Linked DNA regions of Mus musculus: regions 1, 3 and 4 are each linked to region 2. Evidence: chromatin contacts called from public Hi-C and promoter capture Hi-C data. All regions are on one chromosome and are shown on one strand. The core of a region is the stretch at or near the end of the contact, and the rest is flanking DNA. Distances in the headings are between cores, read along the strand shown. Region 1 overlaps Large1 (LARGE xylosyl- and glucuronyltransferase 1). Region 2 holds the start of Isx (intestine specific homeobox). Region 3 overlaps Large1 (LARGE xylosyl- and glucuronyltransferase 1). Region 4 overlaps Large1 (LARGE xylosyl- and glucuronyltransferase 1).

The links. Promoter capture Hi-C pulls out the DNA fragments that hold promoters and counts their contacts. A called contact is a pair of places that touch in the nucleus more often than the background predicts.
Region 1: a contact with region 2 is called in a promoter capture Hi-C map of hippocampal neurons, with 14 times the contacts expected there. The contact joins the enhancer-like site here to the promoter of Isx in region 2. A contact is called at or near these places in 8 of 39 promoter capture datasets (cranial neural crest, embryonic stem cells, frontonasal cranial neural crest and 4 more).
Region 3: a contact with region 2 is called in a promoter capture Hi-C map of embryonic stem cells, with 11 times the contacts expected there. The contact joins the enhancer-like site here to the promoter of Isx in region 2. A contact is called at or near these places in 9 of 39 promoter capture datasets (the 3T3-L1 cell line, the C10 cell line, cranial neural crest and 4 more), 2 of 115 datasets of contacts at active chromatin or transcription factors (differentiating embryonic stem cells and embryonic stem cells) and 1 of 9 other capture datasets (embryonic stem cells).
Region 4: a Hi-C map of cortical neurons shows a contact between it and region 2, with 4 times the contacts expected there. The contact joins the enhancer-like site here to the promoter of Isx in region 2. A contact is called at or near these places in 5 of 39 promoter capture datasets (embryonic stem cells, hippocampal neurons, liver and 1 more), 1 of 484 Hi-C or Micro-C datasets (cortical neurons), 2 of 115 datasets of contacts at active chromatin or transcription factors (differentiating embryonic stem cells and embryonic stem cells) and 3 of 9 other capture datasets (adipose tissue, embryonic stem cells and liver).

Annotation. Positions count from the first base shown.
Region 1 is chr8:73,160,096-73,165,384 of GRCm38.p6, forward strand. The region is part of intron 2 of Large1 (LARGE xylosyl- and glucuronyltransferase 1); the gene reads right to left. Among named protein-coding and RNA genes, the nearest start is that of Mir28b, 150 kb to the left of the region's middle. Within about 2 kb of position 2,091, at least 54 of the 459 cell types and tissues checked have an H3K27ac peak or open chromatin away from gene starts, as enhancers often do. A contact at or near this core is called in hippocampal neurons, where this site is marked.
Region 2 is chr8:74,871,053-74,875,786 of GRCm38.p6, forward strand. It overlaps Isx (intestine specific homeobox), which reads left to right and starts at 2,122. Exons shown (of 4, transcript NM_027837.3): 1 at 2,122-2,805. The coding sequence starts at 2,589.
Region 3 is chr8:72,987,044-72,992,437 of GRCm38.p6, forward strand. The region is part of intron 6 of Large1 (LARGE xylosyl- and glucuronyltransferase 1); the gene reads right to left. Among named protein-coding and RNA genes, the nearest start is that of Mir28b, 27 kb to the right of the region's middle. Within about 2 kb of position 3,543, at least 17 of the 459 cell types and tissues checked have an H3K27ac peak or open chromatin away from gene starts, as enhancers often do. A contact at or near this core is called in embryonic stem cells, where this site is marked.
Region 4 is chr8:73,222,031-73,227,250 of GRCm38.p6, forward strand. The region is part of intron 1 of Large1 (LARGE xylosyl- and glucuronyltransferase 1); the gene reads right to left. Among named protein-coding and RNA genes, the nearest start is that of Large1, 130 kb to the right of the region's middle. Within about 2 kb of position 3,856, at least 7 of the 459 cell types and tissues checked have an H3K27ac peak or open chromatin away from gene starts, as enhancers often do. A contact at or near this core is called in cortical neurons, where this site is marked.

The sequences.
Region 1 (5,289 bases), core at 841-3,340, 1.7 Mb before region 2:
AGACAAGCAGTCCCAAATAACCTGGACCCCTGAGATCTCTCAGACACTGGACCACCAACCAGTCAGCATACACCAGCTGATATACTAGGCCCCCAACACATATACAGCAGTGGACTGCTGGGTCTGGGTTCAATCTGAGAAGATGTACCCAACACGTAAGAGACTGGAGGTCCCAGAAGTTTACAGGTCTGGTGGGTGAGTGGGAGGGTGGGGGAGAGGGAAAAGTTATGGGATGTAGAACAGTCAGAGGGTAGACTGGGAGGGAAATAAACTGTGGAGTGTAAAATAAATAAATAAATAAATAAATAAATAAATTTTTGAAAAAGTTGAGTAGATAGGGTAGATCTGGGAAGAGTTTGAGAAGAGGAATGAATATGATCACAACACATATAAAATTCTCAAATAACTAACATATATAATATATGGGGTTCCCAGTGAGTTCAGGATCCCTAAAGATGGAAAGAGGTCAGAGTAAGTGGGCAGATAAGTGAGATGATTAAGTTTCAGGGTTATCACTAGATTAAAAATAAAAAAAAGCAAGTGGGCTTATAATAATATAACCAACAATATCTTGCGTGGGCCTTTAAGCATGTAGGGCACATATACAACACTTTCTAGATATTGTAAAGTTAGTTTTAATTATATGTAGGGGTGTGTGTGTGTGTGTGTAGAGGTGTCTTCAGAGGACAGAGAGGAAATTGTATTTCCTGAAGCTAGAGCTACAGACTGCTGTGAGATGCTTTACAAAGGTACTGGAAACCAAACTTGAATGAATACTCTTAACCACTGAGCAGCCTATACAGACACTCAGGAAGACCTCTGTTGTAAAATCTATACAGATAAGTTCTTATCTTCACTCCCAGAGACTGGGTATAAGCAGCCTACCCAGTCTGGAGTATATACCACTCCACACAATGAAAACTTTTAGAGAAGTCATAAACAATCTCAACCATGGCTCTGTACTCTGGGTTCCCACTTATAGACTTCAGGCTTTTGGAAAGAGTGATGTGTTCCTGTGAGTGTGAAAGAACATAGCTCGTCCCTGGGATTAGCAGGAACAATCCTGACTTTATCTCCCTGAGACACAACTCAGAAGATGAATAATTACTTCAGTTCAGATGGCTTCTCAAAATACCCACTGTCATATGCTGGAAGGAGGGGGCGGGGAGGAGAGATATGCTGGTCATTAGAAATGTCATCTGCCTGTTCTGCAGAAATTAAATCAAAGCATCCTTTAGATGAAGTGTGACAATCATGCAGTTGAAACCCAGAATATCAATGTTACCAATACTGTCAGCAACCACCCACTCAGTTATCAGCTAGAGGACGCTATGAAGACACATGTAGATTTCTTAATTTCACCACTGTTTTTCTTGTTAATTTAAAAATATCACAGTTTTAATTACACTCAATTTAATGAACTATATTTGCCAGCTTCATAATTTATATTGCTGAAAAAGCACTTACATTTCAAATGGTATACTTTGTTCTCATACATCCTTAAGGTGAATTTGTATCTAAAACTGTCAGAGTGGTGGGGGTGCCGAGAGTGCTAGAGACCCTTCCCCTAAGACACTCAGAGGCCCAGCTTCCACTAGATAAGCATCTAAGTGGTGGAGAGATGAAAGTGAAAGTGAAGCAGAATATTGTGTGCACAGTGAAGAGAGGCAGTAGCAGCAGCTGCAGCAGAAGGGGAAGAAGAGGAGGAAGAGAAGGAGGAGAAACTCAAGGGGGTAATGAATAGCCTGAAGAATGAAGGGCCTGAGTGTGGGGGGAAAGGGACATCTCTACCATGCTCTGCCCCACTCACCACTCTTTGACAGTTTTAGATACAAATCTATCTTGAGGATAATGTGAGTAGCCTGTGATCCATTTGAGGCCATGGTAAATCTTTGTTCCATGCTGCTCTGGAGGGTCATCCTTAAGTCCATGGCCCTGCAGGGGTCTGTGTTGATATCTGTGGCTCATGTAAACAATAGCTGTTCTAGACTGCCACCTGAGGCCATGTTGATGTGCCAGGGTTCTGCAGAGCTGGCACCACCCTTAGCTTAGTCAGTGTGGGAGAGCTGGCGCTAAGGCATGAGGGTGGGTAAACTGGCCCCGCCTCTCCCTAGCTGTATCACTCCTGAAAGCAGGCCCTGCCCTACACCTTGCCTGAGCACCACGGTAGAAAAGGCCCTAGTGGTGTGGGAAAGCCAGCTCCAAGGGCATTAGAGCACAGGGGTATAGGCTGGGGATGTAGGGGAATGAGGAGAGGTAGGGAGAGGTTTGCTGCCTATTGTACTCAAGTAAGCTGACATGCCTCTTCCTGGGGCAGTGCTGGAGAGCTGGTGCAGCTGATATGAATGCTAGAGAGTTTCCTGGCAGAGCAGTCAGGCTGACCAACTCAGCTACCACTCAGGCCCAAATCCAGGGTTTTGAGTTTGGCCACCCAAACATCTACCCCAACTTTGAACTGGTCCTCCAGAACCAAAGCTTCAAGAGTTCTATTACACAAAGCAACCAACAGAATGTCGAGAGGAGTCCCAGTGAGGACCCAATACTGATAGTATTGCAGAAGCTAGAGGCCTGTAGCCAAACTAATGACTCAATGCAATGAACATTTGCAAGTAAAGCTGTTTGGGCAAAAGGGTATACTCTGAGACACACAGTAACACATGTAGCTTCCTTGGTGAGATGTTGTTGTTGCTGCTGCTATTATTGTGTTTGTTTGTTTGTGTTTGTGTTTGTTTGTTTTCTTGGGGGTGCAAGGGCAGATATAGAGGCACTGGGGGATGAGTGGGATTGTGGTACATATGAAATTTACAAAAACTCAATAAAAAAATTAAACACACACAAATACTGTCAAAGAGCTATGGAAAACATCTAAATATTAAACAAGTTGTCAAAACTTCCCCTCCCCCAAACTCCTCATAAGGAATAAAGTGATTGGGTCATTAACTATTTGTGTGGGAAGCCATTAAAGCAGAAGTTGAAATCTTAATTCATACCCTCAGTTCTCAGAAGTCAGAGGTTCATGGCAAGATTACCAGAGTCTGGATGGTATATCTGCTGTTTGTCAGCCTTGTGCTTTCAGGCTTGATAAAAGCTTTAGGCCTCACCTCCCTTCTGTTAAATGGGAATGATATCAGTACCTCTTCTAACAGGTTATGGGTGATGACTAATCCAGACAGCATGTATAAACCCTTTAGAATAGTGTCAAGAATACTTAAACATTTTTTAGAATAAGCACTTCCAACATTGATATTGTACAATAATACAAATGTCAATATTTCACTAAATATGAGCATAATTTGGCTAAACAGATCACCCACACATTTCTTTGACAAGGCTACCTCTCAAATGCTTATGGTAAATGCTTATGGGGTTTGTTGTGCTTGCTAATTTGAAATTTGCACTTTAGTAGTAACTCTTTCAGATGTAACACACTTTTATTAGTGTATGCTACTTATACAATGGGATTTCACTGTGACATTTCCACATGTGCATGTAAAATTCTCTGCTCCACCATCTTTACATAGTGCCCAATGCCACAGCCTGTTTTGGTAGCAATGCTGCCATGACCTTCGGCATCACAGGATAACGAGAAGAAAACGGAGCAAGGCTAGATATGTACATAATTCAGTTGCACCAAATCAAGGCTAAGCATCTGGAATTAAGTGCAGAAAGGCTGGGCTTCTTGGATGTGAGAAAGGTAGGAAAGGTTATCCATGTTGCTGTCAGTTGAGCAATCTAAGTCCCAGAACACAGTGACGCATCTCTTGCCAATGCTCTGAGGCTAACATACGGTTACCAGTTGTTGTAAAATAGTCAGGATTTCAAATCTGTGAGGTCTTTGTTACAATTCATATATTAACCTAATATATGTTTTAAATTTTATCTTCAATGATTTTATCATTATTTAGCATATAACTAGACCAAGGTTCATCACTGTGAGTGTTCTACATAGGTATATCCTGGGAAAGCCTAGTGCCCATGCAAGGCAGAAGAGGATCTTGCCCTAGGATTCCTACAGTCCACAATCTGGGATATGATCCTTTCTATCTTTGCCAGAGTCAGGGATATACCTATTCCAAGACAGCCTCCTCAAGGAAGTCTTCCCTGCCCTGCAAAATCTCCACTTTATACTTATCCACTGTGTGTGTGTATCTGTGTATTTGTCTGTGTGTGTATATATGTATCTGTATGTATGAGTATATGTGTATGTATGTATGTATATGTGTATATGTATATTTGCCTGTATTTGTGTGTATCTGCATGTAGGCTAGAAAACAATCTTAGCTATCTTTAGACAGATGTTGCCCTTTTTGTTTTTTAAAGACAGGACCTCCCATTAACCTGGAATATGGAATATCATTCCAACTGGCTGGCCACTGAGCCCCAGATAGATATGGCTGTGTCTTCCTCCCTAGTACTGGAATTATCAGCATATTTCACCATACCTAACTTTTTAAAAATGTGGACTCTGAAAACTTAACTCATGTCCTTAGCACTTAATCACCCAAGCTCTCTCCTCTGATCTGCATGTTTATTTTTGTTTGTTCACTTGTTTGTTTTGTTTTATTTTTATTAGTTAGAGTCTCACTGGCTGGACTACTATTCACTATGCAGACCAGGCTGGCATCAAACTAAGAGATATGTCTGCCTCTGCTGCACCTGAGTTCTGGGCTCAGGTAGTATTTATCCTATCACATCCAACTGGACTTGGCCCTTAATATTTTTAATGATACTTCTCACAGGTAGAGAGAATTGATTTCTTATCCATTTCCCTCACTGGAAAGGAAATTTTATGAACCTGCAAGTCTGATTGTTGAAGACATTAATGAATCCCCTGAGCTGAGAACACCAAAGGACACACATTAGGAACAAGAAAAGGAAATGCCCTATAAAATAGATGAGTTCTCATGGAGACACTATGCTGCTTTCTATTCAATACAGTCATGTCAGAAGCTTTGCTTGCACAACAACTCAGCAGGTGCTGTTGATTTCTCAGTTACTTCTTTTGCTGTCCAGGCAGAGTATGCTATGCTGGGAGGAGGAAAGAAAACTGGAAGACTAATGTTCCCTCCCATGTAGAAGAGGGAGAAAGAGAATCTATTATTATCAGGTGGTATCAATGCCAGCATGAGTGTCACCCACTTAAAAAGTAAAAATATCCACTTATCAGTGAGTACATATCATTTGAGTTCTTTTGTGATTGGGTTACCTCACTCAGGATAATGCCCTCCAGGTCCAACCATTTGCCTAGGAATTTCATAAATTCATTCTTTTTAATAGCTGAGTACTACT
Region 2 (4,734 bases), core at 872-3,371:
TTTTTCTTTACAGTACATGTGAGTACTTACGTGTGCAGGCACATGGGTACAGCACTGGCAGAGGCCAGAAGAGGGCAGCTGATGCCCTGGAGCTGAAGTTACAAGTAAGGTTCACCACCAAGTATGTGCTAGGAGCCAGACTCAGATCCTCTGCAACAGCAGCCTGTGCTCTTAATGCTGAGCCTTCTCCATCACCCCTGGGTTTGTTTTTTTGTTTCTTTGTTTCTTTGTTTGTTGTTTTGTTTTGTTTTTATGTAGTTTTTTTAAATAGTTATGTAAAATCATAGTCACAAAGAATTGATATCACTCCCTTCAAACTGGAGATGTTACACTTGGCAGCAGCTTCTACGTTTTACTAGTGGCGATTACTCGCTGTGCTCTGTACCAGGTGATAACCTGTATAAGCAACCTGTAGCTGTTCCCAGCACTGACTTTTAGTTCAAAATAAAGCAATGGAGATATACATAGCACTCTCTTTCTGTGATTTCATTAGATCAAGATGCATAAATTTAACTGTTGTGTGAGCAAACTGTCCATTTGTCCAACTTGCTGTTTGTTAACACACCTCTCCTAGATTTCTTTACTTGACCCAAGTGAAACATTAACCTAAAACCAAGATGAGGAGACAGAAATGAAATGCCAATTAATTTCAAACTCAGAAAGTAAATATATATAAGAACACCAGACTGGTTGCTGTCTTCATGAATTTGTTTCAGGCTTTGAGGAAAGCACCAGGATCTATTCAGAGAGCCAATCATGTGACTCGGCTGCCTGCAGAGCAGGAGTAGACATCCCATAAACCACTTAAGGCTTCTGACTCACTAACACTCTCCACTTTGCTCTCGCCCCTCCCTTGGAGCCTGCAATCAATCAATCAGAAGATGGCGGCTTCACTGTTGGAAAATCCCTGCTTCTTCCAGCTGGCATGAGCCTCTGTAGATCACTGCAGAACCTAATCTCTCCCCACTAAATCAGAGATTCTGGCACTTCCAGAAGATCTGCTCCTGAACAGGACCTCTTCGTCTGTTTCCCCATCTCAGGGAAGTCCTCCGTCTTCTAACTCCTCCCCCTCCAACTCAAAGAAAGGGGAACAACTGTGCCTACCCCACATCCCCCTGTAGAGAGGTCTGCATTCTAACATGAGGTTCACATTCACAGTTGGTTAGGGCATTGGTCATTCTGTGTTGTAACACTCTGAGGCTTCGCAGGACAGTCCTTAAATTCCTCCTGTCACTCCATCCCCTGTACCCCTTTGTTCTGAGCCTCGGTTTCTCCATATGCCCTACACACGCTTTAGAATGCCTTCCCTGCTCTAGCACTGGTAAGCCAAGAAACACATCTGTGAGGGACTACCCCTGGCTGAGCCTCACCCATCACACCCAGGTTCACCCTATAAACCTCTGCAAATCCCACAAATTCTCCTAAGTGTTTTAACACATTTCGCTGCGCCTTGGCCGTTCCTCCCCCACCTTCTGCTCTTCTGTTCCACCTGGCCATTTCTTCAGCACCACGCCTCTGCAAGGCATCCTGTGTCTATCCTCCAATCCTGGCTGTTTCCCTCAGCTCTCCACCCAACACCTGCATCCCATCCCATCTCCTAGGGTGGGGACTTGTTTCCCTTATCAGCCCACCCTCCTCCTTGGTTACACATTTCTCTGAGCAGAATTCCTGGCAAGATAGAGCAGTGACTGTCAGCTCCAAGCCCAGAGTTTACTGGACTGGGAATCTTTGTGGCTGTCTTGAAGACAGTAAAGGGTGATCAAGCAGGAAAAATTAATAAGGAAACCCCAAAAGAAGGAGAAACGAGTGGCTAAAGAATTTACTATGTGACTGGAAGTCAGGGAGAAGAGAACAGAATAAAGCCAACACCAGCCCAGAGAGCACTGGCCTCAGACCACAGGCCTGAGGTAAAAGTGAGCACAGACCCCCGCAGGGAGCCAGCATCGACCTTAGCCTCTACCTGAAGATCTGCAGAGGCACAGGAGCCCTGGAAGTCTCATTCCTGAGACTGGAAGCTGGGTTGAGGAAGTCCAGAAGGGCCTCTGAGAAGACCTTTCAGCCACAAAGAGGCTCAGGGTTCACTTGGCCATCTAGGGCCCATAGGTGGCAGCCTAGCCTCCCAGGGACTGCCTGAAGCCAGCAGGAAGGGGACACAAGTCAGAGAGAGGACAAAGGTGGATGCTGGCTCCAAACCTCATCCCACCAACCCTGCCTGTTTTCTCTTTGTTTTCTGGTACCATTACTCAGTTCGCTCCAGGATCCTTGCCTAGGCTGGTAACTGTGAAAGCCTCCACCACCAAGAAGATCCTCTCTGGAAAATTGAACCTCTATTTGGTGACAACTATAGACCTGTGGATAGAGGACAAGTGCCTACCAGCTCTTCTGCTGGAAGCCACCTCCTAGTCTTAAAGGTGTTCAAGGTCCATGGAAGTCCCTGTGTCCAAGGAATTGTGGCTGAATTACCCAGCATCAGGATTCCCAATCACCACCTCTGTGTCCCCAGAAGCTCCGGGAAGAAAATATACCACCCTCTGCTGGCATCTCCCTGGGCACACACAGAGTGTTCCTCCTAGCAGCAGGGCTAGGCCATGGCAGGCCCTACGATCCACAGGGACATGGAGAAGAGTTCAGGATACTGTGAAGCCCCAGAGAATCTGGGCTTGTCCTTCTCCATTGAGGCAATCCTGAAGAAACCCACAGAAAGAAGAAGTTTGCCCAGACCACAAAGCATTTGTAAAGAGGACTCCAGGCAGACAACTATCCCAGGTTCCAAGCTGGAGAGGCCCCCACAGGATCAGCCCCAAGGTAAGTGATTTCTGGTCATTTTCTTTTGTTCTTGGGGAAGGGGTGGGAGACTCAAATGATCTCTGTCAATAAAATAGGGGGGCTGTGACATCCAAAGGGATAGTAGGTCTTAAACAAGTTGCTTTTTAAGCCTTTCAGTCTAATATACAACTGTGGTATTCAGAGTGCATAAACACATAGGCTCAGGTCATTGTGATGTGCAGGGGCCCAGAGCTTATCCTTGTGACCAGGCCATGGCTGGGAATTATCAGTCACATTCATTCTGCACTGATGAGGTGGTGGGCACTTTCCTTCCATTTGGACAGAGATTGTGATAACTGGACTAATAAGAAAAGAGATGGATAATGTTACCAAGTTATAAAGCTGGAAGTCACAATCTGAACTCAGGGCCTGGAACCCCAAAGCCTTACTTCTAGCACATTCTCCCCATGAGCTGAGCTCAGCCTGCATGGCTTCTAGTAGCTGAAACTTTGTCGGGGTCTGTCCTCACAGAGTCCCCAAACCCAAGTCTGTATTCACCAGAGGGAATGCACCTAAATAAGTAAGCAGATAGTTGTCAGGCTCTCATTCAAGCCAGCATCCACTCAGGGTGGTGGATACCCTAGGTGTAAGAGCTAGGGAGCTGTGTGACTCTAGATGAGTTCCTGTCCTCTCTGATCTCAGCTTTACTCTGTGAAACAGTTCGATAAATGTGGGGTGGGGTGGGGAGTGATGTTGGTGCTTATGAAATTTCAAAGACCATTTGGTCAGGAGTCTGTAGGCCAGGAGTGTCTCACATCAGACCCAGCTCTTACCCCTTTCCACACTTTCATCTAAGAAAATGCTGGGCAGATAGCTCAGGGGAGTCCTTGACAGCGTTTCCTTCCCACACAGAGCCTTTCTGCAAGCTAGCCTCCCACAGAGGTTCCTTACAGGGGCTGTGCTCAGCTCCAGGCAAAGAGAAGATCCAGAAGTGGCATTAGCCTAAGCAGCAGGGGAGCTGGCTGCTTCTCTGATAGAAGATGGCCTTGGGCTCAGCTCTCTGAAGTTCACTGGTATCTTCCAGTCAATCGAGGGTTCACAGAAGCCAGTTCAATAGGGTCTTTAACCTAGGTCTCTCTTGCTGCAGCTGTATAAATGAATATCACCCTCCCCATCACAATGAGAGAGTGCCATGCTGCTGATCCTAGCAGATAAGAAGAGACTGCTCTTTCTACACCTCCACTGACAATTTTAGCAAGTTCTGTGTGCGTTTTCTTGGTAAAGCCAAAGCAGACACCAGAGAGTGCTGGCCAGAACAATAACCACAGCATTGGTGGGTGCCCTGTGGCTCACACAGCACTTTCCTGGCCCTTATTCTAGCTTATGGCCATATGCATGAGCCCCACTTTGGAGAAGGAAACCACAAAAGAGGAGAGAAAATACCTTTTAAAACTGCATGAGCTCTTAACACTAGCATTTATCTCCAGATGCCTTAAAGTCATACATGGGGAATATTTCTAGTCACAATTTAAATCCATCTGACCCTTCTTCTAGAATTCAGCTTTCCCAGGTCAGGCACTTTGGCAGTTTATGTCTTTAAGGGATCTCAGGTACAAAGCTACTATGTCAATAGTTGTGTGGTTATTACTATCCTAGCCCTCCTGTGGTGTCAAAAGGTGCCAGTTAACCAGTAGTGGTCAGGATAGAAGGATTTCTTTTTTCAAGTGTGCGTGTCTGAGCAAAGCTGAGGCGAATACCAGTGCAGACAGGATGCCAATATGGCAGCCAGTACAAAGGTAAGCTGTGGAAGTTTGAGGGACGTGCTGGATACGTAGGGGAGGGACTCAAGAAAACTGACCTCTAAGCCCAGACATGGCACCAATGCACAGGGAAACTAAAGCAAATCACCCATCTGGGCCTCAGTTTCCTCAAAGGAAACATGAAAGAGCAGAGATAGGTCTCCATAAA
Region 3 (5,394 bases), core at 2,293-4,792, 1.9 Mb before region 2:
GTATAAAACAATCTATGAAGAGGGTCTCAATGAAGCACTGCCTAGATCAGGTTGCCTTGTGGGTATGTTTATGGGAGATTATTTTCATCACATTAATTAAGGTGTGAAGGCTCTCCCATTGTTGGTGATACCATTTCCTAGGCAGGGATTTCTTCTGACCTGCATAAAAACAGAGACGTGCTGGGGGCGTGGTGGCACATACCTTTAATCCCAGCACTCGGGAGGCAGAGACAGGCGGATTTCTGTGTTTGAGGCCAGCCTGCTCTACAGAGTGAGTTCCAGGACAGCCAGGGCTACACAGAAAAACCCTGTCTCGAAAAACCAACCAACCAACCGAACAAAAAACCAAAAACAAAAAAAACAGAGACTTAAAACTGAAGACTAGTATGCATTAATTCACTATTTTCTGGTTTTTGACCACGTCTTGAGTTCCTGCCATTGTGACTTCTCCACATGCTGGACACTAATCTGGAACTGTAAGTTAAAAATAAAAACTTTTTCCTCTAAATTGTTTTTGTCATTGTATTTTGTTACAGCACTGGAAAACTAAACTAAGACAGAAATCTTCATTAAATGAGAAACTCTGTGTGTGTGTGTACACTACTAAAGTTAGAAATCCAGCAGGTGGATGTCTTAGAACTCCTCAGATCCTAAAACAAACCCTAAGCACTTAAGGGTCAGCAAATCTTTCCATCTGAGAGTTGCCTTGTTTTTGTTGTTGTTTTTGTTTGTTTTTTAGTTTTTTTAAAAGCCCAAGACTCTTAGACTTTCAAATCTTGTAAATAATATGAACATTAATGTTGCAATCCCTCTGGCTGGAATACAGACACACCCTTAGTATTCACCTTTAAACCCCACCAATGAAAGTAAAAGTACTTTTGATACATATGCAGCTAGAGTCAAGAGCTCCGGGGTACTGGTTAGTTCATAATGTTGTTCCACCTATAGGGTTGCAGATCCCTTTAGCTCCTTGGCTACTTTCTCTAGCTCCTCCATTGAGAGCCCTGTGATCCATCCATTAGCTGACTGTGAGCATCCACTTCTGTGTTTGCTAGGCCCCGGCATAGTCTCACAAGAGACAGCTACATCTGGGTCCTTTCGATAAAATCTTGCTAGTATATGCAATGGTGTCAGTGTTTGGATGCTGATTATGGGGTGGATCCCTGGATAAGGCAGTCTCTACATGGTCCATCCTTTCTTGACTCTAGCTGCATATGTATCAAAAGATGGCCTAGTCGGCCATCACTGGAATGAGAGGCCCATTGGACATGCAAACTTTATATGCCCCAGTACAGGGGAACGCCAGGGCCAAAAGGGGGGAGTGGTTGGGTAGGGGAGTGGGGGTGGGTGGGTATGAGGGACTTTTGGTATAGCATTGGAAATGTAAATGAGCTAAATACCTAATAAAAAATGGAAAAAAAATAAATAAGAAACATCAAAAAAAAAAAAAAAAAAAGGAAAGTAAAAGTACTTTGTAGAAGAAAGCGCCCATGTTTGAAAGTGATGTGTAATTGAGTTGCAGACAATGTGATGAGCTAGGGGGAGATCTGACAGAACAGAATATACCCAAATTTTACAAGAAGAGAGAAAAAATGGAAGCTATGAAAGGGGACAAGTCAGAGAAAGAGAAGGAGTGAGACAGTTTTACCAGGGCAGTGATAGAGAGACAAAGTTGCAGAGAGAGTAAACTAGACACACATGAAGATAGAATGAGTCAGAGAGTGAGAAGGAACCAGAAGATTATAACATACTGCCAGAGTTAGTATGAGGCCAAGCAGAACAGTTCTGGAGAGGTCAAGAGAGAAGCTAGATTGAATCAGTCAGCTTGCAAAACAGTTCTGAGCCAGATCTAAAATTAAAAGCTAATGTTGAACCAGCCTCCCAGAAATCAGGAAAAAACAAGCAAGGGTGGGCTTCTTTGGCAGAAAGTCTCAGAGATTGAAAGCATTCTAGGCCTAGATAAGACTGTATGGAGGCTAGAAGGTTCCAGGACTAGGTATAAGTTAGCAGACTGAGTCAGAAAGCCTCAGAGAGAACAATTACTTTAGATGAATACTAGTTATTGTTTATACGTAAAGGAGAATAGTAAGGGTTGTTCTCTTTTAAAAATAAAACTGACTATAAAACAGACTCATGTGGTTTTAAGGGCTATTGGGATGATAGATATCTAAGTTATTCCCCTGCTTATGACAATGGTAGCACTTGGTAGCCGGGTGGAATTTGAAGGTCAGAGTGGACCATGAAGTCCAGGGCTTACTGTTTTGAATGTAGCTGCCAATTTGAGAAAGGTATTAGTAATGGGCTAATTGTTAGAATATGTTGAAAATATGCATCCTCTTTGAAAAAGGTTTACCATATAACCTACATTTATTTATTTACATATACTGATTGGTGAGGAAATAGATAATGTAACTGAGAAGATATAGCCTAAACAACCATTTCTTCTTTTTCCAGATGTGAAAGAGAAGCCTATTTCTCCTGGAGAAATAGAAATCACCTGCAACCAAAAAAGAGTTTATAAACCATATGTATAATACACGTGTAAGAGGTAAAAAAAGCAAGTCTGATTAGACATTTCTCTCTTACACTCAGGAGTCGCATGGTAGAATAGGATCTGTTCACACTGGATACTATCGAGTCTAGCTTGCAGTTTTGTTAACTAAGTGATATATCCTATAAAACACAATTTGCCTTGGAATAATTTTAGAAAGCAGGAGAATGAACAAAGCACTTCTTTCATCTCAAGCTTCCAAAAGCCCTTATGTTTCCTGTCCAATGCTTTAAGGGCCATTATGAGGACAATGGCAGCAAGGGAGAGGCCTTGCCTCTTACAGGAGATCATTTGCTATAAGAATCCTAGCACGTTTGTCAAAGAAAAAGAAAAACAGGGTTCAGAGTTTCTTGGTTTCCAAGGCAGGCGAGGGCTCACTGTGTGCCCACTCGCCTGATTCAAACCAGAGATTCCTTCTTGTAACCGACGATTTCTTGCTAGCTACTTAACATCTTTGAGTTTCTGTATTATCACTGAGAAAAATGAGGAAAGGGTTGGCTAGATGGCTCAGTGCACAAAAGTGCTTGTTGCACAAATGAGACCAAGAGTCAATGTAAAAGTTGAGCACTGTAGTGTAAACCTGTAATTCAAGATGAAGGGTGAAAACAGACACCTGAGGTTATCCTCTGATATGTACTTGCCATCACATTAAACACACACACACACACACACACACACACACACACACACACACACACTTTAGAAAACGAGAATGATCAAATAAGTGCCTTTACTTATTTAACTGTTAGATTTAAAAAGCAATATACATGATAACATTTATCTAATAAGTGGTGCGCTGCATGTTAATAGGATGAGGTATTATTAATTTACTCCTGGTTCACATGGAAGTCAAGTATGGCTTAATAAAAATTCATAGCTAAAGGTGAAAAGAATTGTGTGGTGGTTTGAATAGGAACGGTTCCCATAGACTCATATATTTCAATGGTTGGCATTATTTAGAGGTGTGTCATTGTTTGGGTGAGTGTGTCTTTGTTAGAGGAAGCATGCCATTGAGATGTAGACTTTGAGGTTTCAAATGCTCCAGCCAGATCCATTGTCTCTTGTTGTGGATAGCCCTGGGGCTAATTATATTTGATGTTAATTCAGTTCTCCAGTGAGTGGTTGTGAACAAGGAGTGAGTCAGCACTCCGGTGATTTCCTGTAAACCTGCTTCCCACCTTAATTTGTAAAATAGAGAGCTGCTGATTGGGCAGATAAAAGGGCAGTGGAAGAGAAGGTGTAAGAGAGAAGAGGGTGGGGATGCAGAGGAGGAGGAGGAAGAAGAAAAAGGAGAAGGAAGAAGAGGAGGAGGAGGAGGAGGAGGAGGAGGAGGAGGAGGAGGAGGAGAAGGAGAAGGAGAAGGAGAAGGAGAAGGAGAAGGAGGAGAAGGAGAAGGAGAAGGAGAAGGAGAAGGAGGAGAAGAAGAAGAAGAAGAAGAAGAAGAAGAAGAAGAAGAAGAAGAAGAAGAAGAAGAAGAAGAAGAAGAAGAAGAGGAGAAGGAGGAGGAGGAGGAAGAGGAAGAGAAGAAGAAAGAAGAAGAGCTGAGTAGAAGTGCATGGCCTGGAGAAACCTCAAGTTCTAAGGGGTCTCATAGATGTGGAAGATGGTAGTGTAGCGGTAGATCTGCCCAATCTAGGTGCACAACATATAATCATATTAACTTTGTTGTGTTTTCATTTGCTGGGGCTTATTTGGGAGGAGATTTACCACAGCAGTGCAATAGTCTCTCTCTTCCTTCTGCTTGCCAATCTGAATGTGGAACTCTTGGCTATCTCTCCGGCACCATGTCTAACTGTGTGCTGGTATACTTACCACCATAATGATAATGGAATAAACCTCTGAATGTAAGCAAGCTACAAATGAAATGCTTTCCTTTATAAGAGTTGTCATCACCATGGTGTCTCTTCTTAGCAGCAGAACACTGACTAGGACAAATTGTGACCTCCCTAGATCTAGATCTGTTGGAAGTCCAGGTATAAGCATGGGGACAAACCCAAACTCTCATTACTGGAACAAGGGAGAGATTTCTGGAAGCTTTCTGGGTTGAGGAGATACCTCCTGGCCCAGTCCAGAATCCTTTCTAGATGGATCTAGAATACAAAGAGGAGCTCAGACTGTGGGGAGGCTGTGACACTTCAAAGCAGTTTCAGTACTATTTGAGAGGCTTTGTATTGGGAATGATACATTAAAGGGCGTGATTCAGAAGGTCAGTGGATTAGAGCTACTCTCTGAGTCAGGGACAAAGCTAATGAGGCTTTTCTTGTCACCATCTGTAAAAGTTTATTGCTGATACTTCAAAAGCAGAGAACAGGAGAGGGCTGGTGAGAGGTGGTGTTCTTCGGACAGGGAAAGAACAGAAGTTGCTGAGAGAGATAGGGCTTCCCTACCTGCTGAGAAGGAGCCACATCCTTGAGACATTCATCTGGATTTGATGAGCAGTGGCTAGTGGAAGTTATGGGGTGTGGGCAGAAGAGAGGTGATAGAGGATACATCAACTTTGATAGAAGGTTTTTGGCTGGCACTCCATACTCACTACTGGCAACAGCACTCAGGGATCTCACATCCTCATGGTTTCTTTCCTGGAACTGGTAGAAGGTGGCCTAATCTTTTCTTTCTTTCTCTTTCTTTCTTTCTTTCTTTCTTTCTTTCTTTCTTTCTTTCTTTCTTTCTTTCTTTCTTTCTTTCTTTCTCTCTCTCTCTCTCTCTCTCTCTCTCTCTCTCTCTCTCTCTCTCTCTCTCCTCCCCCCTCCCTCCCTGCCTCCCTCCCTCCATCCCTCTCTTCCTCCTCTCTCTTTCTTTCTTTCTTTCTTTCTTTCTTTCTTTCTTTCTTTCTTTCTTTCTTT
Region 4 (5,220 bases), core at 2,606-5,105, 1.6 Mb before region 2:
CCAAAGGAGTACCACCAGCTGAGGGAAAGTCTCAAGGCACCAGCTTATGGGAAGACAGTTTAAATACAAAATATGACTGATACTATCTGTGACTTAAAAGATGAAAAAAAATGTGATGATCAGAGGATACATTTCTAAAGACATCTAATAGAACTCCTCCTCCATGATCATTCTCTTGCTTAATAGAGATTCTCTAAGATAAAGATCTATCTAGTCTATTAGTGGCCAGTCCTGTGCTGAAGGACGGGGCCTCTTTAAGTCTGGACTCATCTTAAAGCAATAGCATTCTCCATGCAAGGACTCCTGGCAAGTCCTTAGCAAGGGAGGAGTGATGACACCATAAGGTACTTTTAATATACAACCCCATGAAGCTTAGTATACCTGTTGTGTTGCATAAGCACCACCTTTGGTTCCAAATATGATTCATTAGTTCGAGAAAAGATCCTTCAACAATTTCATACTTCTCTATATGTTAATTTAATTCTCGTTCTCAAGATAAAACATACTGACTAAATGCAACTCAGAGAGGAAAAGTTTAATTGGCTTGCAATTTAAAACCACAGTCAATTACTGAGGGGAAATCAATGTAGGAACTCAAGAAGCCAATCACATCTCTAGTCAAGAGTAGAAACAAATACACCCAAACTACCTACTTCTGTTGCTTTCACCCTGCTTCCTCTTGCCCTTTAAATTTCAGGACTGCCTGCCCATGGAATGGTACCACCCAAAACAAGCTCGTTCTTCCCACATCAATTAACCATCAAGACAACCTCCCCCAAACGTGCCCACAGACTAACTGGATCTAGGCAGTCTGTCCTTTAGGTTTATTCCAGACGATTCTAGGTTGCAGCAAGCTGACATTTCAAAGTAATCATTACATTCATCTCGCCTTCCCTGAAAACCATCACTTTTCCTTTTGTCTCCATAGATTTATCAATTCTGAGTATCTCATACAAGGGGCATCAGTTAGCACATGACCTTTTGTGACTAGCTCTTTTCAGACAGCACATATGCATACCCATCGATGTTCTAACATGGACTGGCATAGCATTCTCTCTGACTAGTCAAGAGTCTACCATGTGTACATATCATATTCTACTGTCCACTCACTCGAATGATGTCATATTTGAGACATCCCCCACCTCTTAAAGTGAATAAAATGGCTATTAACATCTGCCTAACCACTTGCTTAAAATTTTGTCAAAATTATTAAAATCAAAAGCCCTTCACTCTACAATGAAGTTGTCTTCATTGCTGTTGATGAATTAAAATTTCTAGAAACTGTAACATAAGTGATGTAGCCAACGCTGGCTATGTGGCTAAGTGCTTATTTTTAAACAGAGTTAGGTCTTGATTAAATAGTTGATAATGTAGGATATATAAAATCTTCCATACCTTTTAGAGTTGATTCATATTTTGATTTTGTAATTGTCAATGCTAACAATATTTGTTTCAGAAACACCACATAAAGAAATAAAAATAGGGACTGGAGAGATGGCTCACAGGTTAAGAGCACTAGCTGCTCTTCCAAAGGTCCTGAGTTCAATTCCCAGCAACCACGTGGTTGCTCATAACCATCTATAGTGAGATCTGGTGCCCTCTTCTGGCCTGCAGTAATATACACAATAAATCAGTAAATTTTTAAAAAAAGAACAAAAATATTTGTTTCAAATATACCACAAAAATGGCAGATTAATGTTTAGGGCCATTTTGGGAATCACTGCAAATTCTTTCCTACTCTCAAAATCAAAACTTCTTAAATTATTGTTTTAAATGTGTGCAAGTGTTTTGCCTGCAGGTATGCATGTGCCTCATATACGTACAGTGCCCCCAGAGGCTATAATAATGTGTAAGATCCTCTAGAACTGGAGTTACAAACGTACTGAGCCATTAGGTGGGTACTGGGAACTAAGTCTGGGTCCTCTCCAAGAGCATCAAATACTTGTGGAGCCATCTTTCCACCCCAACTTAAATAAGTTTTAATGAAACTCCAGTCAGCAATGCAAAGAGCCACTTCAAAGAATCAATCACTCTAATATATCATAATGTTAAAATATACTAATACAGAGAAATAGAAGAAGGAACATATTAAATGTCTTTCCTGTTTCTGTATATGTTGTGTCTGTGTACTGGGGTGCATGTGGGTGCACGTCTGCAGAAATGAGAGGTTTACCTTAAAAAAAATCATTTCTCAGATGTTGTCTACCTTGTTTATTCACACAGGGTTTCTCACTAACCTAGAACTCACTAAGTACTCCAGGCCCTATCATACAAAATAGAGACCTACCTAACTATTTCTCCTCAGCCCTGGAATTATAGACATTTTCACATAGATTCTGGGTGTTGAACTCAGGTCCTCATATTTGTATGGCATGTACTTTACCAACTGAGCTCTCTCTCCAGACCCTTACAAGTCTTTGTTTTCTATTAGTGAACCCTTGTGCTTCTACATCTACATGCGTTTCTAGTAGAAAACTCTATGTGTACAATAAAACACTAATTCTGAGCACATAACAGTCTCTAATCAATCTGTACCATAGTGTTACAAGCAGCATCCCTTAGTGCTTCATGTGGGATGCTTGAAAAACAGTTTATCTCAGCTCAAGAGGCTAGAACTTCAAGATCATGGTTTGAGCAAACCATTCCTGACCAAAAGTGCTAGAGGAAGCCCTGCCCCAGGCCTCTGTTCAGCTGCTGGCAGTTTACTCACACCCGCTTTGTGTTCAAGCCTGTGTCTCTTTAGCTCTCGACCAAAATTTGAGCCTAACCCAGTACTACTTCATTTAAGTAATTACATCTTCATATGCACAACATGAACATTGTATTCAATTGCTGAATTGAATAATTCCTATTATAATACAGATAATAATTTATATTACTATTAGATTCAATAAGTACAGTCCTAATTCCAAATAAAATGCAATTGGGGGGGGGGGTATCTTTACCTGTAACATTATACCAATGTGTTGGTGGTTAGTTCTAATTCTTTGTATTAATTCAGCTCCCAAAAGCCACACTTCCAGTTGCTGAGGGCTCCTGCCCCCAGCTGACTTTGATTGGTAATAAAGAATTGCAATATAGCCAATGGCTGGGCAGGGAGATGGAGAAAGGATTTTGTGGACAAGGGACCAAGAAAGGACAGACAGAATTGCCATGACGAGGGAGCAAGGAGAACAGACTTAAAAGCCCGAAAACATGAGATTCCAGGAAAGTGGCCCTATAGGTCATTTCCCAGATTGAGTCTGAGGGAGCAGATATAAAATATAGATTTTAAAAGATGTTAACTCAGGAATATTGGAGGGGAGTATATGATAGCTTTGGGGAGGTTTAGAAGTGCCCACACCACTGAACTAATCAAAGCATATCAAAATTAGCTGGCGAGTGTGTGTGTGTGTGTGTGTGTGTGTGTGTGTGTGTGTTTCATTTGTGAATCCAGAGCTCTTGGGCAGGAGCAGTGAACACACAAGGAACCAACATGGATTAACTATTCACTACTACATACCAATAGCAAGGAGGAAAACCCCCATAATAAAGAGAAGGAGAGAGGGAAGGGGAGGAGAGAAGTGAAGGAAGGGGGACCCAGAGGTGAAAAGAAAGATGGAGATTTAAATTACATTGAGTCACCTGCTCATGGAGGGCAGGAACGACTTGGGCAGCTGAAGAGTGGATGGAGGGAGGAAGGGGGCTCAGAAAGATTACCCAAATTCCCTCTAATACTCCAAAGGAAGAAGAAACACGAGGCAGTCTTCAGGAGCACTCAGCCACCACCACACCCTGTGGCCTGACTAGACACTCCTCTTCTTTAGGCTTTGGCATCCAAATTCAGCAGGAGGCTATATAAATAGATCTCTGGCACCCCAGCCTGAGCACTTGCATTTCCCTTCCAGAAAGGATCCAGAAATATAAGCCACTCTTCTGCAGAGCTATGCATGATTTAGAGCAATTCCAGACTTTTCTCAGAGCTGAGCAAGCACTAGCTGTCTTCTGCTACCTTCAAAGTCAGAAATGGAGCCTCAATCATGCTGATTTCCAAAGAAACATCAATTTTTTTTTCAGTAATATCTCACTCATGCCACACAGACAGATGAGGCCCAGTCAACAACCTCTTTAATAAGTGCTAGCTCATTAGTTATAAGACTGTGTGGAGAACATAAGAGCTGTAATAATACACCCACCTGTCCATCATAATTTTGCTGACTTTGAAAATTAATAAAAGGTTTGGTTTCCAATAACTGTCTTCCTTTAGATGTTGTTTGATACCCCTGACTACTTGAAGAGAAGAGGATAAGGTAAACAGCTCCTTTTGCAGCATTTGCTTTTCTTTTCTTTTCTTTTCTTTTTTTTATTTATTACGTATTTTCCTCAATTACATTTCCAATGCTATCCCAAAAGTCCCCCATAACCTCCCCCCCACTTCCCTACCCACCCATTCCCATTTTTTTGGCCCTGGCGTTCCCCTGTACTGAGGCATATAAAGTTTGTGTGTCCAAAGGGCCTCTCTTTCCAGTGATGGCGGACTAGGCCATCTTTTGATACATATGCAGCTAGAGTCAAGAGCTCCTGGGTACTGGTTAGTTCATAATGTTGTTCCACCTATTGCAGATCCCTTTAGTTCCTTGGGTGCTTTCTCTAGCTCCTCCATTGGGAACCCTGTGATCCATCCAATAGCTGACTGTGAGCATCCACTTCTGTGTTTGCTAGGCCCCGGCATAGTCTCACAAGAGACAGCTATATCTGGGTCCTTTCAGCAAAATCTTGCTAGTGTTTGCAATGGTGTCAGCGTTTGGAAGCTGATTACGGGGTGGATAACTGGATATGAGCATTTCTTTTCAAATCTACAATTTTACTCTGAAATGTTCTACAAACCAGTAAAGGCAAAGCAGGAAAGACAAGAGAGTATCAGAGATCCAGCTCCAAACAATTACCAAGGGCACTTCTAGCTGAGGTCACACGGGACAAGTCATTGAACAAATTTTACATGAACAAATTTCAAGGACTCAGCCCGGGGAGCCAAAATTCACCTCACACAGCAATGGCATCCAAGTCTTTCCCATGTGCCAAACACTGGCCCAAGTGATTAGCATTACAGTGATTTGCAAAAACTGTCTTAGTAGTCTTCAGGGATTCATGCCTGGAACCGCCCCACTCTTTTACACAAGTACACAGCATACCAACAGAAGTAAATATACACAGTATATGCATTATTGATTGGCATACTCA